Linked DNA regions of Triticum aestivum: region 2 is linked to region 1. Evidence: chromatin contacts called from public Hi-C data. All regions are on one chromosome and are shown on one strand. Each heading gives the region's core, a stretch centred on a gene start, on an enhancer-like site or on the middle of the called end of the contact. The rest is flanking DNA. Distances are from core to core; before and after follow the strand shown. Region 1 overlaps LOC123079288 (DExH-box ATP-dependent RNA helicase DExH6). Region 2 holds the start of LOC123079289 (BTB/POZ domain and ankyrin repeat-containing protein NPR2).

What was found. Hi-C and Micro-C count contacts between places; a contact is called where the count stands out from the background.
Region 2: a contact with region 1 is called in a Hi-C map of leaf, with 10 times the contacts expected there. The contact joins the promoter of LOC123079289 here to the enhancer-like site in region 1. A contact is called at or near these places in 3 of 5 Hi-C or Micro-C datasets (all in leaf) and 1 of 1 datasets of contacts at active chromatin or transcription factors (leaf).

What each region holds. Positions count from the first base shown.
Region 1 is chr3D:418,644,676-418,647,622 of IWGSC CS RefSeq v2.1, reverse strand. LOC123079288 (DExH-box ATP-dependent RNA helicase DExH6) reads right to left here. Exons shown (of 15, transcript XM_044502025.1): 15 at 2,610-2,947. Among protein-coding and RNA genes, the nearest start is that of LOC123079288, 12 kb to the right of the region's middle. Within about 2 kb of position 1,297, at least 8 of the 8 cell types and tissues checked have an H3K27ac peak or open chromatin away from gene starts, as enhancers often do. A contact at or near this core is called in leaf, where this site is marked.
Region 2 is chr3D:418,870,811-418,873,530 of IWGSC CS RefSeq v2.1, reverse strand. LOC123079289 (BTB/POZ domain and ankyrin repeat-containing protein NPR2) reads right to left here and starts at 1,336. Exons shown (of 4, transcript XM_044502026.1): 1 at 160-1,336. The coding sequence starts at 792.

The DNA.
Region 1 (2,947 bases), core at 48-2,547:
GGGCCAAGAGAGAGGCGCCCGGGGCGTCCTCCTAGACGTCCTAGGCCATGAAAGCGGGTCACATCTCCTGTTAACACCGAAGATGATACTATTCCGATAGTGTGAGTGTCCCCCAAGCCGCCCGCCAGAGATATGTCGACATGACATGACGAAACAAATCAGTCTCAATCAGCCCGAACTTTCCCCTCTTCCTTTTATTTTGTAATAACAAAAAGTGGAGCACAGCAGAGTACACAATGGAGTGTGGGCGAGCTCACGTTCACATCCAGGAGTCGTGCAAGAGGAGGCAAAGCTTCACGCAGATTTTCAATAACGACGAAAAGGCAAGGGAAGGGGATACAGCCTCGTACTCTCTCGGCGCCAAACCACGAGTCGCCGCTGGTCCTCGGAATCCTGCAAAGTTAAGAGGAGGCCGGCGCCAAGATGCGGCGAAGCGATGGTGGCAGCTCGCGATCTTTGTTGGCTGGCGATCAGGATGGCGTGGCACGCGCCTCGCTCGTGTCGGCAGGCACCGGGGCGAGGAGAGGAGAGCGGGCAGGCAGCTGGAGCGAGTCGGCCGGGTCTTTCACTTTCCGCCACGGTAAAGACGCACGTTTTTGCCCGACCGCCAAAATTGACAAATTTGATCTTAGAGCAAAAGTATTTCACAAACTAAATTATTTTTAAAAATATTTCACACCGTTGACCCTTTTGTGCAGAGCTCGTTAGCAAGGCGCTGCACTCTATTGTGCAACTCCTTACCGCTAGGCGCTGCACAGTATAGTGCAGCGCCTAGCTGTCGAGCGTTGCAAAGGTGTGGCGCCTGAGTGTTAGCCGCTGCACAGTAGTGCAGCGTCTTGCTGTCAGGCGCTGCACATTGAAGGCCAGCTGAGTGAAATGTTTTCAAGAACAGTTTAGTTTGTGAAATAATTTTACTCTAAGGTTAAATTTATGCCTTTTGCCCAACCATGTTGTCGTTATTGCCTCGTTTCTTATGTGTCCCGTACCCATAAATAATCGGGTTCAGGGGGTCGTAAAGTAGGAGCAGTTGGCAGTATAATACTCCCGCGGTCGGTTTGTCCAGTCCACTTGGCCGGGGATGCGGGCCGGGTGGGGTCTGACCCCGATGGCCCGATCCGTTCCGTGTGAGCGGTGATGGGCACGGGGTGACATCGGCGAGGAGGGGCGGGGAAGTCGCGCGGTGACGGGACGCGCACAGGGCTGGACGCGCAGCGTCACGCGCTCGGTGGTAGTAGGCCTCGCTGATGCGGGCGTCCCCCGTCATCCGTACCACACGACACGCCCCACCGGCCCACCCGGCCCCTCAACTCAATCAAGCACCCCGCCATCGTCTGCGCCGTGTGACTCGGTGCCATACCTGTGCTGATGCTCTCCTCCCCTTCCCCTGGAGCCTGAGGTAGAGGCTGACGCCTAGCTTGCTACGTCTTGTTTGACCGGATCTCGGGTGGGAGCAACTGTTCATGTGGAAGTTCCTGGGCTCATACATAGATTGATAAATAAATATTGAGAGTACGTACTACTCCCTTTGTCCCATAATATAAGAACGTTTTTAACACTACACTGCATCCATACTGGGTTCACTTTGGAGTTGACCAAAGACTAATGGGTGGGGACTGACGAGAGCGCCGGACACCGATTAGTTTATGCTTACGAGCAATAATGCGCGGCTCCTCCTTGGTCACACACGCATCCAATGGGAAGAGTCATTTAGCTTCTTCCTTGGACCGGGACGAAAAGAATTCAGACAAACGACTAAACTGCTCCTGATGACTATCACGGCATCTGACTCAGCAATTGCAACGCAGTTTACAAGATTCCCGCTGCAAACTTTTATTACAGAGGAAGTACTGTACACACTTATGGCCTCTGATGACCATCACGGCCCCTGAGGCTCGATCATATGAGAATTTCTTTGCGGTAGCAGAACACGGTTGCTTGCGTCCCCGCGAAATGAGATGCCGCCAAGGAAGCGCCGTACACGGGCGCAGCTGTGCGGTCAGCAAGCGAGGCTCTTCCGCTTCACCGATGGCGCCACTTAAATGCTTGTCGGCATCCTCCAGCTCTGCGGCGGGATAAACACCGTGCTAAACTCCACGTGCTACCACGTTGGCATCCTATCCCCCCGCTAGGCACGTGCTACACGTAGCCTTCTCGTATCTTCTTTGCCTAATCTGGCCCTGTGACCCACCACGTTTATCACTCCACTCCATCAAGAACGTACTGCTATATCCGATGCATTTGAGGAGTGTGTGCGTGTAAGACGGATGCACTTGAATCTACGACGCTATCCTACAGACGGCGTAGGGCCAGATCACATCGCTGCAGTTCCACCATTTAATGGTTGTCTACCATCTAAAAACAGACACTATTTTTTTTTCAAAAACAGACAGATGTAGAGATATATTGCATACAAAGAACCAACATGTAAAGAATTAAACACTTTCAGGGAAGAGGGCACATGTACATGCTCTCTGGCTGTGTTGAGCAGCCATAGGATAAAAGAACTCGATAAAAACAAGCACAGAACCTCCAAAAATTTATTGATAAAACAAAAAATAAATAAAATGATAACAGAAATAATCCGGTAACAGGACAGAAACGACATAAAATAAACAAAATTTCGTTTGCTTTTTGTATTGAACTGCATCAACCTAGTTTTTGGATTTGATTGTAAGGACTGAATAAATCGCACTTTGGAGTTCCCAGATGTATCGCACGATAACAGAGCATGGCAGGAAAACAGAGGATACAGATACGTACATTTTTCGTAGGATAGGTCTCCGCAACGCATACTACTAAATCCTAACTGTCACGTACAGTAACTGTCCTAAAACAGAAAACCGGGTGCCTGGTTTTTAGCCAAGTACTAGCAACTCTGATACACGGATACACCATCGATTGAAATTAGACGGTAGTCCCGGCATGAAAGAGAGCTAGGCTGCAAGCG
Region 2 (2,720 bases), core at 87-2,586, 230 kb before region 1:
TATACTGCAAATGTCTGTGCACAGTCAAATAAACAAATTGGAGAAGGGTAGAACATTTCTAGCCTGAAGCTGCCATGTCTGTAGCCAAGACTAGAAAAAAAAATCTATAAAATAGTTGGGGGTGCTAAACAAGCCAATAAGAGCCTACGCATCCCTCACCTGGAACAGCGACATGAGCTCGGGGATCCTGAAGGTCCACGCCGCGTACATGAGCTCGACGGCGAACCTGATGGCCGGCGGGCACGAGTCGTGCGGGCACACAAGATCAGCACATGACACCACGTCCAGCGGCGCTGGCCGGAGCCTGCCCGTGTAGAGGTACCCCATGAACGCCAGGAAGGCCTCGCGACCCACACGGCCACCTGGGACGAGGTCCTCCATCTTGTACTGCGGCCTCCCGGTAACATCCCCTCCCGCTCCGCCACTGGTGGCGGAGGCGGAGGCGGTGACTGCCCCATCACTGCGGCTCCCGCGGGCGCGGAAGAGGTCGTGGAAGAAGGGGCTGCGCGCGGCGAGGATGCAGCGGTGGATGGGGATGGGCGGCCCGCCGTCCGCCACGTCGACGTCGGCGTCGCTGCAGTCGAGTTCAGAATCGAGGAGGAGGCGCTCGAGGTTGCTGCTGAGGCGACTCAGACTCACAGCCTCGACGCTGCTGCTGCTCCCTCCCCCTCCCCCAGCCCCGCCCCACCCGTCCGCCGCGGGCAGCGGCGCCAGAGCGCCGGAGCAGGGGCTAGAGCCGTTGGACAGGTAGGACGACGAGGAGGCGACCGTGATGGACGACGACGGCTCCATCACCGCCGCCAAGCACGAGGCGAAAGGGCCCTAGAGCCGGACCACCATGTGTGGGAAGGCAAAGGGGGGAGGCTGCCTTTTGGTCGCTCCCGGCCGAACTGCGCAATTCGGGCAGGCTTTGTTTGGCACCACGCAGATCCGCGTCGGCACGGAAACTCCCCCACGTCACCCCCCGCCTAAACTCAGCGGAGAAGGGACGGCGAATTCCTCGAGCCCAGATCTCGGCAGCCGCCCGCCCGCCGCCGCGTCAAACCGGGAGCTTTCGGGATATTTTTTTCCTCCTCGCGACCGGCTGATCCAAGTGGGGGGAGCAGGAGGAAATATTGGGAGCGACGACGACGACGACGACCTGGCGGGGCGAGGAAGGAGAGTGGGGTCGCGGAAGAGGAGTCCGGGGGCAGTTGCGTGGAAAGCAGGGGGAGGCTCGGCCAGGGAGGGGATTGAAGACGACGACGGGGAGGAATATGGAGGCGGAGGATGACTGAGACCGCTGGATTTCTCCCGTCCCTACCTTTCTTTTCTTCGCTTTCTTCGATCAGGTTCTCTGGCTTTTGGGGTCGGAGAAGAAGAAGGGAAGGAATACCGCGGGTAAAATTGCACGGGCCACCCCATAGAATACCAATATTGGCGTTTGCAAAGTACAAAAGCGCGGAGATCATTAGGAAATTAAATATTGCTCTACATGTCGCAGCTTGCGATGACAAAACGTAGCGCGCGTAAGCTCCACACGTCACTGCGATCGGGGGAAGACTTGTGATCCCACTTGCCAGCCTCTTGTCTCCGCTGTCTATGCTGGGAGGATTTTCTCTCTTCCCGTGTTCTCTCTCCTTCCCCTTTCCTTCTCTTCTTCTCCCATTAGGGCGCACCTTTGGACACGACCGCGTTCTTCACTCTTTATTTGGGGCCCTTTTTGTAAGATTATGGTCCACTTTGTAATTTTATGTTTTTTGGGGTTATGTCTGTAGTTATATTGACGGGGCGACTTTGGACCCAATCGTGTTCTTCATTCTTTGTCGGGGGTCCTTTTCGTAAGATTATCGACTGGTTTTGAATTTTATGTTTCGTTGGGGTTATGTTTGTAAGTTCTATGGCGGCGCGGCTTTGGACCCGATCGCGTTCTTCATTCTTTGTTTGGGGGCCTTTTCATAAGATTTAGGGGCCAGTTTGTAGTTTTATGTTTTCTTGTGCTCTGCTTGTAAGCTGCACTACCCATCGCGTTGATTAAACGTGGTGCTAGGCCCTTCTCGACCTTCCTGTGTTAAATGTGAGAATGGGTCCTACTCGATCCTTCTCGACCCTTCCTGCGTTAAATGCGGGAATGGGTCCTACTCGATCCTTCTCGACCCTTCCCGTGTTAAATGCAGGAATGGGTCCTACTCAATACTGCATGGTCTCACGTGTCCTTCTCTAAGTAATGATCCTCCAGCAAAAAAAGTGTGTGTTGAGAACCCGACTAAATATTTTTGCATCCTGAACATAATTTATATCGGTACACAACTAATGTAGTCGCATCTCATGGTGTTTGGTCATGATGGTTGCCCGACGCCAGCTCATTGCGATAACTTGTTGGCTGGAGGTTCGCTGTGACGGTGACAACTTGGTGACTTGTGACAGTGGTGTCCTCCTCCATGGGACCTATGCGCAGGCGCTTCCCCTTCTCTACATCCTGATTTCACGTTGATCTAGGGTGGGTGCACCTTCTATCACCATCCTCGATCAGCTCCATTTGCATAAGAGTGTTACGTTGTCGGTCGATGGCCATGTTGCCACACACATCCTCTTGTGCGGTCGTGGCTACCAATGCTACAACATAGATCTCATATGCCCCTCCCCTCTTGTCGTCCTCATCCAAATCCGATACTTTCACCACCGGATCTAGTGATTCCTTCTCACCATGGCATTGCCCTCTCTTAGGTGGCCGCAATAGT